2 separate regions of the Cricetulus griseus genome follow, and region 1 is linked to region 2. The links are chromatin contacts, called in public Hi-C maps. All regions are on one chromosome and are shown on one strand. The core of a region is the stretch at or near the end of the contact, and the rest is flanking DNA. Distances in the headings are between cores, read along the strand shown.

Region 1 (5,292 bases), core at 1,584-4,083, 120 kb after region 2:
GCTAGTCTCAAGGAGGTCGGAGAATCAAACAAAACCACCTGGATTTCAGATTTGTTCTATTTCAAGCAAGGCATATGGGTGGCCTTGTAGCTGAGTAGATATGGGTGGGATTCTAATATTGGCTGAGGGCATCCGAGGTCTTCCGGTCCCTCGGTGTTCTCATCAGACCACTGGGAACCCTAATGCTCTCATCTTAGGTTTGTGTGTGCTTCTCTATCAGTCGGTGTCTGGCATAGTCACATGCTTGATTGCATTTCTGGTTAGTAACTAGTTACCGATCTTGCTTTTTATGAATGCATTCATATGGAAAGGATTTTGTAGAGTGGGATAGGCTGTAGTTAGCAATATTGTTTCCAGTACTGCAGTTAACCACATTGACGGTATTGGCTTTGCATGTTCATTTGCTGATAGTAATTTTAAAATGTAGGAAAGATTTTTGTTTTTAAATCCAAACAGTAGTAAAAGTCCTTTTGAAGAACTGGCTTATGCTGGTTAATTTTAGTCACCTTGATACCAGCTAGGGTCATCTGGGAAGAGGAAACTTCAATTAAAAAAATGCCCCAAACAAAACAAAAACAAATAATGGTTAAGCCAGGTAGTAGTGGCACATGCCTTTAATCCCAGCAATCAGGAGGCAGAGACAGAGGCAGAGGCAGGGGGACAGGGGAACAGGGGGACAGGGGGCAAGGCAGAGGTGATCTCTATGAGTTTGAGGTGAGCCTAGTTTACAAAGCAAGTTCCAGTACCTCCAGTGTTACATAGAGAAACCCTGTCTTGAAAATCAAACCAAAACAAACAAAGAAAATGTCTCCACTAGATTGGCCTGTATACATGTCTATGGGGCATTTTCTCAATTAATGATTGAGATGGGAGAGCCCAGCCTACTGTGGGCAGTGCCACCCCTGGGCAGGGGTTCTGAGTTGTATAAGAAAGCAGGTTGAGTAAACCAGTAAGCAGCCTTTCTTCCATGGTCTCTACTTCAGTTCTTGCCTTGGCTTCTCTCAGTAATGGACTATAACCTCTAAGCTAAAATAAGCCCTTTGCTTTCTTGAGTTGATTTGTCAGTGTTCTATCGAAGGACACAGCTTAAGCCAGGGAAGCAAGGGAAAGGCATATTGAGCCAGTTTCCTGACTTATGGAGCTAAAAGAGGCGGGGTTCACAGCTTGCCTCCTTGGGTAGGTGTGGGACATTCATGAAATGAAGATGACTGTGCTTTAGCCCTAGGTGTTGCTTGACTTTTCATATCTCCAGCCACTTACTTACTTCATATCAGTCACACGTGTACATGGGATATTTCTCGTGACTTCAAGATAGAATCATGGAAAATAGACTTCGCCTTTCCCCCCCATAGTTCTTCAACCTAAGTGTGAAGTTAGTTTGCTTTGGGTTGCATTTACTAGGGTTTTTGAGTTTAAGAACTGCTATTTGAGTTGCTGGCTTGAGTTTCATTAAAAAAAAATGTCTAATGAGTTGGTTTGGAATTAGGACAGAGTTTCCAAATATTTCTGAGATGACCTAAACACATTTTTTTGTTGTTTTATACTGTATTTTTATGTGGTTCTTAGCATTGACTGTTATAAAATCAAAATATTCAACTTTGAAAATGCTGCAGATGTTCAGTATCCTGCGGTATCAAATATTCAGCCAAGATTTAGTTCTTTATGGAAAAATAAGCACATCCTTCTCATCAGTATGCAGCTTTGCTTTCATCTTCATGCTTTTTAAAATATCTTTATGTGTATGACTGTCTTGTCTATGTATCTTGTATGCCCGGTGCCTTTAGAGGTCAGAAGAGTATCAAATCCCCTGGAACTGGAGTTAGAGATGGTTGTGAGCCACCATGTGGCTACTAGGAATCAAACATCGGTCCTCTGCAAGAGCAACAAGTGTTCTTAACCACCGTCTCTCCAGCCCCTCATCTTTTATAAATAATGAAATCAGATGTATGCTCAAGAGTTGTCTTTAAACAGATTTGTTATGATTTATTATCAATCAAGGTTTGATTTGTATTCCTATTTTGTATACCTGTATAACTGGTGTTACATAAAATTTCTGGGACAAAAAGGGGTTGTCAAAAAGGGGAGAAAATTAAGAAGCCTCCCATTTGAAGGTACACAAGCCCAGTCCATGTGAGAAATAGGGTCTGTTTATCACACGACAGTAGGTTAGATGTGAACATTTTAAGGTTTAAAGAACCCTTGTTCATGTGCTGAAAACCACAAAGCCCTTGTTTTCAACTGAGGCCCCTGGAGACTGTCATCTTTTTCTTATTTTCTGAAGCCAACAGATGGCTTTAAAATAGCACCACATACCCATAGGGAGCGTGGCATCAGCCTCCATCCTCCCTTTGTACCTCTGTTTGCCCGTTCTTTGCCATCATCCACTGCTGTGGAGTTTGTAGCATGGCTGCATTCTGCTCCTCTTTGCTATCACTTTGGCCCAGTCCTCAGTCCTATTCCATGGTCTTACATGACCCTACGTGTGGACGATGCCCCAGCTAGTGTCTTTGCCTCTTCTTTGTCCTCTATGATCTGCTCTCCACTATGCCTCCCCTATGTTTTTCAGACATTGATTGCATGCTTCTTCCCAGTGTACAGACTTCAGGGACTGTCCATGGTAATTAGAAGAAAGCCATGCTTCTTGTGACCAGAATAGTCCTGCTTTTGTCTTCTCTCTCCACCTGTCTCTTGCCTTCCTCTGCCTCTTTCCCTCTTGACACCACAGCTCCCATTCAGTTTCTTGGATGTGACAAGCTATTTCCTACCATACTGCTCTTGTGTGGGCTTCCTGGCCTAGCTGACTCAGCCGTAACCAATTCCTGAACTTTCCATCCTCACCACAGAGGTCAAATTTCTAAAGAGGCTGTGCTGCCTACTTTTATGTCAACATGACACAAGCTAGAGTCATCAGAGAGGAGAGAGCCTCACTTGAGGAAATGTTTCCATAAGATCGGACTATAAACAAGGCTGTAGGGCATTTTCCTAATTAGTGATTGAAGGCCCACTTCATTGTGGCTAGGGCCACCCTTGGCCTAGTGGTCCTGGGTTCTATAAGAAAGCAAGCAGAGTAAGCAAGCCTTGGGGAGTAAGCCAGTAAGCAGCACCCCTCTCTGGCCTCTACATCAGCTCCTGCCTCCAGGTCCCTGCCCTGCTTGAGTTCCTGTCCTGGCTTCCTTCAGTGATGGAAGTGTAGTGTAGAAGTTTAATTGCCTTTTGGTCATGGTGTTCCATCACCGTGATGATAACCCTAACTAAGGCAGAGGCTTTGCTTGGTTTCTATCTTCAGATCAGCTGGGTCTTTCTGCATAGTACTTTTGTTTTCTCTTAGCTGTGATCATTATCTTCAGGATCTTGTTTGTTTATATTCTTTTTGCTATCTGTCTCTTCTATTTAATTTTCATTGCAGGAAACAGCGGGTGCTGTAGGCAGTTAAAGGAGGAAATGAGGTACTTGGAAGCTATAAGAGTGTCTGATCTAGGCTCCTATTCATGAATCACCCCAGTCCTATCTAGAAATGACCCTCTTAGGGAAGACTCTGGTGCTCTGGGCTTAGATATTTTGGGCTATGTTTGTTAGCTTTCCATTACTGTGACAAGATACCCTGCAATAAACTATTAAAGGAGGAAATGTTTATTTGGGTTTAGTCCAGGGTCAGCTGGCTCCATTGCTCAAGGAGAGACAGAACATTCTAGTGGGGAGATTAGTGGAGCTGAGCTGCTGATCTCAGGGTGACCAGTAAGCTGGGGGGCAGTATCCCACAAGGTTATGCTCTCTATGATGTGACTTCCCTGCTAAGTCTCCATCTCTTACAGGCTCCACCACAGCCCAGTAGCACTTTATATTAGCAGCACTGTCAGGGAGCACGGAGCCTTCAACAGGTGAACCTCTGGGCATTTAAGACGAAGACCTTGACTGGAGTGCCTTCACGGCAATTTGCAGTGAGCCAGAGTACATGCCCAGATCACTGCTGTTGACACAGCCTGTTCTCATCTCTGCTAGGTGGCAGGGAAAGCCAGAAAGAGGAGGAAGATGGGCCTGGTCCTCTAGATGGCCAGGGTGTCCTGTCAATAGGAACCTTCCTCCAGTCTCCACCTCCAGAGTCTGGAATTATAGGTGCCACCTGCCTACTGTGTACAGGTGTATTTTAGCAGGTGGAACCTAATCCATGCTCAGGCATCCAGAGGAGTTGAGAGATTAATTTAGGGCTTGTGATGAAGTCAACTTCAGACAGCAGCAAACCAAACACACTCTCAAAGTCCATTGAGAATGTACCTTGGTGTGTCAAATATGAGAGTCAGTGGCTATGTACCTCAATGTACATTAGACAACTGGGAAAAATAATCTAAAGTTCAGATATACCTCAGATTCACAGAATTGAATTCTGACATAGGAATTCTTTTTTTATATATAAATAAATTGAGCTATTCTTTTTTTTTTCTTTTTTAGGATTTATTTATTGTGTATTCAGTGTTCTGTCTGTATGTATGCCCAACACCAGAAGAGGGCACCAGGTGTCATTATAGATGGTTGTGAGCCACCATGTGGTTGCTGGGAATTGAACTCAGGTCCTCTGGAAGAGCAGGCAGTGTTCTTAACCTCTGAGCCATCTCTCCAGCCACGAGCAAGAACTGAGTATTAGACTTTGCTCAAGAGGGAAGATTGTGAGAATTTATAAGTTATCTGGGTCACATTGTAGAACATTGACAACAGTAGGAATCTTTGAGTCCATGCTGATGGGAGAAAACAAGTAGCTAGCTATGTAACAAGAAGGTTGGCTGTGGTAGAATACTCTGGGGATTGGACAGGGGCTGCTTGGGATGCAGTGTTCAAGGTTAGATTGCTGCAGGAGTCTTGTGTGGTGGCAGGTGATTGCTTGTAATCCCAGCACTACAGAGGCCAAGTCAGGATGACACTGTCCTCGGTGCTGAGTTTAGGGGCCCATTTGGGTGAGGAGAAAGGTAGTCTGTGAGCTTACATGCTCTTCTTCCAGCAAACTTTTTTTTTTTACATTAATTAATTAAGTCATTGTGTGTATATGTGGGGGAGTCAGAGGAAAGCTTGTGGAAGTCAGTTCTGTCCTTTAAGCATGTGGCTTCCAGGATTGAACTCAGATCTGCAGGTGTGATGGCAAGCCTTATCTGTTGCCCTGTCTTGCTGGCCCTCATCATAAACTTCTTAGTCATTGCCAAACAAAAGCAGTCACAGTGCAATGGGGGAAATTAGTGATTAAAATTAACACTGCTGGAGGGGTAGGCATTCCAGACAAAAATGCCCTGAGAAGGTATGGAACCC
Region 2 (4,961 bases), core at 2,305-4,804:
GACTCCCTCCAATTTCACAGGCTACCTTTTGACATTATTTAGAGTGCTACTGCCATATAAACATTTTATCAGTTCATTTTCACTTTCTGTGATTTGAATCCTGGTTTTAGTGCACTCAGATCTCTCTTAAGTTGGTCTTATAGTCACTTCCTGCAGTAAGTTCTCTTTACAGTCTCATTTCCTCCTCTGTTTTTGGGAAATTTGTAATCAATTTAGAAAAGTTCCAATTTAATGGTGCTTTTTTTCCTGTCATTCTAGCAGCCTACTGTTTGATGTTTGTTCATACATTTCTTAGTTTACTGTGTGTGTGAGCTCCAGTGTGTGCTCCTGCTATGTTGGATGTATAGTGGTCAGAAGAGGACTTGTGAAGAATAGGTTCTCTTACTTTCACAATATGGGTTCCAGGAATTGAACAATGCATCGTGGTGTGTGAGCCTGGCTCAAAATCTACTTTTAAAACATCCATCCTGGTTTGGCTCTTAGGATGAGAGTTATGGGTCTTCCAGTTTTGTGGTTCTCTTTATCTTGCAGAACTCTTAGTCTCTTCTTATCCTTTAAATGGTACATGTTGGTTGGAGCAGTAATCAGTGCTTTCTTGGCCACACAAGTGAGGTGTGGGAAACAGATTTTACCATTAGCCTATATAGTATTAACAACTCCCTATCTGTTTTAAGTGATTAAAAATTTAAATACTAGGACGTGGAGAAATGGCTCAGGAGTTAAGAGCACTAGCTGATCTTCCAAAGGACCCAGATTCAATACCCAGCACCTACATGTCAGCTCACAACTGTCTGTTACTACAGTTCCAGGGGATCTGATACCCTCATACAGGCAAAACACAGCATAAAAATAAATAAATCTAGCTGGGCAGTGGTGGTACATGACTTTAACCCCAGTACTTGGAGGCAGAAGCAGGTGAATCTCTGAGTTCAAGGTCAGCCTGGTCTACAGAGTGAGTTCCACAACAGGGTCCAAAACTACACAGAGAAATCCTGTCTCAAAAAAGAAAGAAACAGAGTGGCAGAAACTTACAATTAAGAGTTCTTAGATTTCTTTTTTAAATAGATAGCCTGGGCCCAAGTTGGCCCTGACTTTCTGGCAATCCTCATTTCTCTGTCTCTCAAATATTGGGATTACAAATGTGAGCCACCACTCTGCCTACGTTTTTGGTTTTATTTTTATGTTTATTGACAGCAGAAAGGAAGTTGTAGGGAAAGACAAGCATAGAGCTAGATTTAGGCTTTTCCAGAAAGTTTAACAGTTAACAAGATTATTAAGATTAATGTGTCAGCCGGGTGTTGGTGGCACACCCTTTAATCCCAGCTCTTGGGAGGCAGAGGCAAGTGGATGTCTTTGAGTTTGAGACCAGCCTGGTCTTTAAGAGCTAGTTCCAGGACAGCCTCCAAAGCCACAGAGAAACCCTGTCTTGAAAAACCAAAAAAAAAAAAAAAAAAGATTAATGTGTGAGCCTGGCAGTGGTGTTGAATGCCTTTGAGCCATGTTAGGCTCCAAAGCCACACAGAGAAACCCTGTCTTGAAAAACAAAAATAAATATATAAAAAGAAACAAAACAGCTGGTGCTTGTTTCCTTTTTTGAGATATCATATAGCCCTGGATGGCCTAGAACTCACGAAGTAGACCAAGCTGGCCTCAAACTCACAGAGAGATGCCTTTGTCTACCTGCCTAGGATTAAAGGTGTATGTCACCATTCCTAACAACAACTGGTTCTTTACAACGGGTATTTAAGAAATAATATCTGAGTATTTAGCTTGAACTCCAAAATCTAAGTAGATTAAGTATACATTAAAAAATTAGTACAAATTTGAATATGTATTGGATATTAGAGGTTTTGTGTTTTTAAATTTTTCTAGAGGTAAGAATATCACCCTGGGGGCTGAAGAGATGGCTCAGAGATGGCTCAGATCAGAGGTTAAGAGCACTGGTTGCTTTTCCAGGGGTCCTGAGTTCAATTCCCAGCATCTACATAGTGGCTCACAACTGTCTATAATGAGATTTTTTGCCCTCTTCTAACATGCAGGCAGAACAATGTGTATATAATAAATAAGCAAATAAATAAATATTAAAAAAAAAGAGTATCACCCTGATTATGCAAAATGGTACTTTTGGAGCTACAAACTGAAGTCCAGATGGGGAAAAAAAAAAACCACACACAACTGTACTCCACTCTCAGACTTAAAGCAAGGAAGTCCAAATGTTTTGTTTTGTTTTTTAAATCAATCATTGTTGAACTATGTAACGGAGGCTGGCCTCTAACTTGCATTAATCTTCTTGACTCAGCTTCCTGAGTGCTGGAATTACAGCCTCAAGCCAGGACATCAAACTCAATGGTTGAATTTAAGTAGTGGGGGTGTAGAGAATACTACTATACTTTCCAAAATAGAATATTCAAAAAGTAGCAGAAAGGCTAACAGTGTAGTTTAGGGGAAGTTCCTGTTTCACCGCAGCATCAAAACAAACAAAAAGCATATAACAAAACAAAATCATACCATAAAGTCACTAGGTCAGTGTTCTCTGGGATGACTTCTGGGTCTTCACCTTCTTCAAGGCATCTCAGTTTATCAAGGCTTAGAAAGAGGGAGAGGTCGGGAGAGGGAGAAAGGAAAAGCAACATTTTATGATCAGCCGTGCATTTTCAACATCGGGTCAGAGCTTGTCCTGAATACATCACTGAATAATTAAGAAGTCTTATGAAATCCAGCAGGCGGCTTAATGGAGGCCAGAAGAAGACAATGGTTTTTGTGCCAATATGTTCATTTGAGGGCAGCCAGTACTGTCAATTGGGGGACCATTACAAGTAAGCTTTATATTTCCACCACCAGGGAAGGTATTTTGGGGGGAACCAAAGAGATAACATATTCACGAAGACCACTAGAGACTACAGTTAATCGGGGTTTTAACACAGCTCATGTACTTCCACTGTGCAAATGTCAATGACAGGTATATATACCACTGTTACTCCAACAAGCGCCTTAAAGATCAGAGAACAGAAAAGTCTTTTATGCAACTGTCGTGTCCCGTTACTGGATCCTCCCTCATAAACTGTACTTTCGGACCCTAGCATCTCTTCTGGCCTTCCGGAAAGGGTTTGGGGGGGATGAAGGTTAAATCACGGGCCCTCGCCCGGAAGAGTACCCGAGGAGCACAGGGACGAGGTTGCACCCAGCCGGACCCACGCTGTGCCCCGAGGCTGCGCACTCACCCGCACACGACCCTCAGCTCTGCCGCTGCCTCCAGACTGCAGCCCAGATCCCGGGCCACAGCAGCATCCTCCAAGCCGTTGTCCGACGCCCCTCCGTCCGCCTGCTGCGCGACTGCCTGCGGCTCGCTCAGCGACAAATCCCGGGGCCCGAGCCGGCCGCGCCACAGCTCCCCAAAGGCTCCCACGTGGAACGCGCGGGTGTGCAGCTCCGGAAGCTCGTACTCCGGGAAGCTGCCGTGGCTCGCACTAGGGACTGGATGCTGCGGACCACCCGCACCGTCGCCCTGCGGGTCCGCCGCCATGTCAGCTGCGATCCCTTCCGGCAAAAACTGGCGAGCGAGTGTCGCGGGGCGTGACGGTATTTGTAGTTGCGCGCGGCTCCGGGCCGGCGGGCGTCTGCGATAGCCAGACGTCAGAAACTACATTTCCCGGCAGGCCGCGGCCACCGCCCGGGCGCGGCTCGGTCGCTGTGGGCAGGGCTGGGTGCATTGTTCTCTTCGCTTGTCCGAGGGCGGCGCCGCTTGGCGTGTTCATGGTGGAGCTAACCGGTTACTGGGACCCACAGTTACCTAAAGACTCACTGGGGTCTCGCTCACACTTTCCTCAGCCCTGGTTCGTGGGGGAGGGACTTTTGTCCACTGGTGGTGTGAGTTGTGCTGCTGCCCTCCAGTCCTAGAGCAAGAGAGTCTGAAGGGCTAGGACCAGGGGCACTGAGACAGGTTCGATCAGAACCTCCGGTGCCTTTCTGTATACGTGCATAATAATGTTTATGGAACGTCGGCTTTGCATCCCACACGGTTCATTCTTAGTTATGATGTGTATTTTTAAAACTTACCACTTTTCCAGGGAGAGAGACTCGTATGTGACTGTTAAAGGGCTAAACCGGCAAGCTAGCAAATGAAAGTAGCTTGAAACTCAGTGGGTCTAGATACTCCAGAAGCTTTTGCCATGTTTTTAGGTGTTACAAGGATCTAAACAGGGTGTGCAGTACAAGTCCTGGCTTGTTTGGTTTATGTGACACATACTGTATGATCATCCATTGAAGCTATTCTTTCGGTGACTTAGAATATTCACAATTGAGCAACGATTAGTTTACCACTCATGAAAAGGAAGTCTGTTGCTTTTAACTATGACTCCCAATCCTTCTAGTTTCAGCCAACAACTTAAAAGGCTTTGCATCTGTGAAGGTTTGGTATCTAGGCTTTTGGAAATAGGATCTCACTATGTAAACCAGGCTAGCCTTGAATTTATAGCCATCAGCCTGCCCAATGTGTTCTGAATCCTAGGATTAAGGGTGTGTCCCACCACACCCAATTTATTTTTGTATTTAATATAAATATATATGGTCATTTGTAACTGGTTTCTGTAATAGTGCACAATGTTTCCACTTTGTAGGAAGTTTCAGTACTTTATTCCTTTTTTGGTTGAACTAAATTGCAGTGCATGGATGTTACACATTTTATTCATTGAAACTCAGTGTGGCATACACCCGTAACCCGTCACTTGAAAGGTAGAGGCAGGAGGATCAGAAGTTCAAGGTCATCTGCTTGTATATAGTGAATTTGAAGCAAGCCTGGGATACCCTGTCTCTTAAAGGGGAGGGGACTGGAGAGATTGCTAAGCAGTTAAAGAGCTCTGAGTACTCTTCTAGAGGACTCTGGTTCAGTTCCCAGCACCCACATGGCAGCCATCTAAAACTACAGTTCCAGGGCATCTGATGCCCTCTTCTGGCCTCCTTGG

What was found. Hi-C and Micro-C count contacts between places; a contact is called where the count stands out from the background.
Region 1: a contact with region 2 is called in a Hi-C map of fibroblasts, with 4 times the contacts expected there. The contact joins the enhancer-like site here to the promoter of Snapc3 in region 2. A contact is called at or near these places in 5 of 8 Hi-C or Micro-C datasets (the CHL-YN cell line, the CHO-K1 cell line, fibroblasts and 1 more).

Annotation. Positions count from the first base shown.
Region 1 is chr2:64,561,293-64,566,584 of CriGri-PICRH-1.0, forward strand. The region is part of intron 1 of Ttc39b (tetratricopeptide repeat protein 39B); the gene reads left to right. Among named protein-coding and RNA genes, the nearest start is that of Ttc39b, 20 kb to the left of the region's middle. Within about 2 kb of position 2,834, at least 2 of the 6 cell types and tissues checked have open chromatin away from gene starts, as enhancers often do. A contact at or near this core is called in the CHO-K1 cell line and fibroblasts, where this site is marked.
Region 2 is chr2:64,437,312-64,442,272 of CriGri-PICRH-1.0, forward strand. Snapc3 (snRNA-activating protein complex subunit 3) reads right to left here and starts at 3,555. Exons shown (of 9, transcript XM_027400197.2): 1 at 3,222-3,555; 2 at 2,509-2,586. The coding sequence starts at 3,523.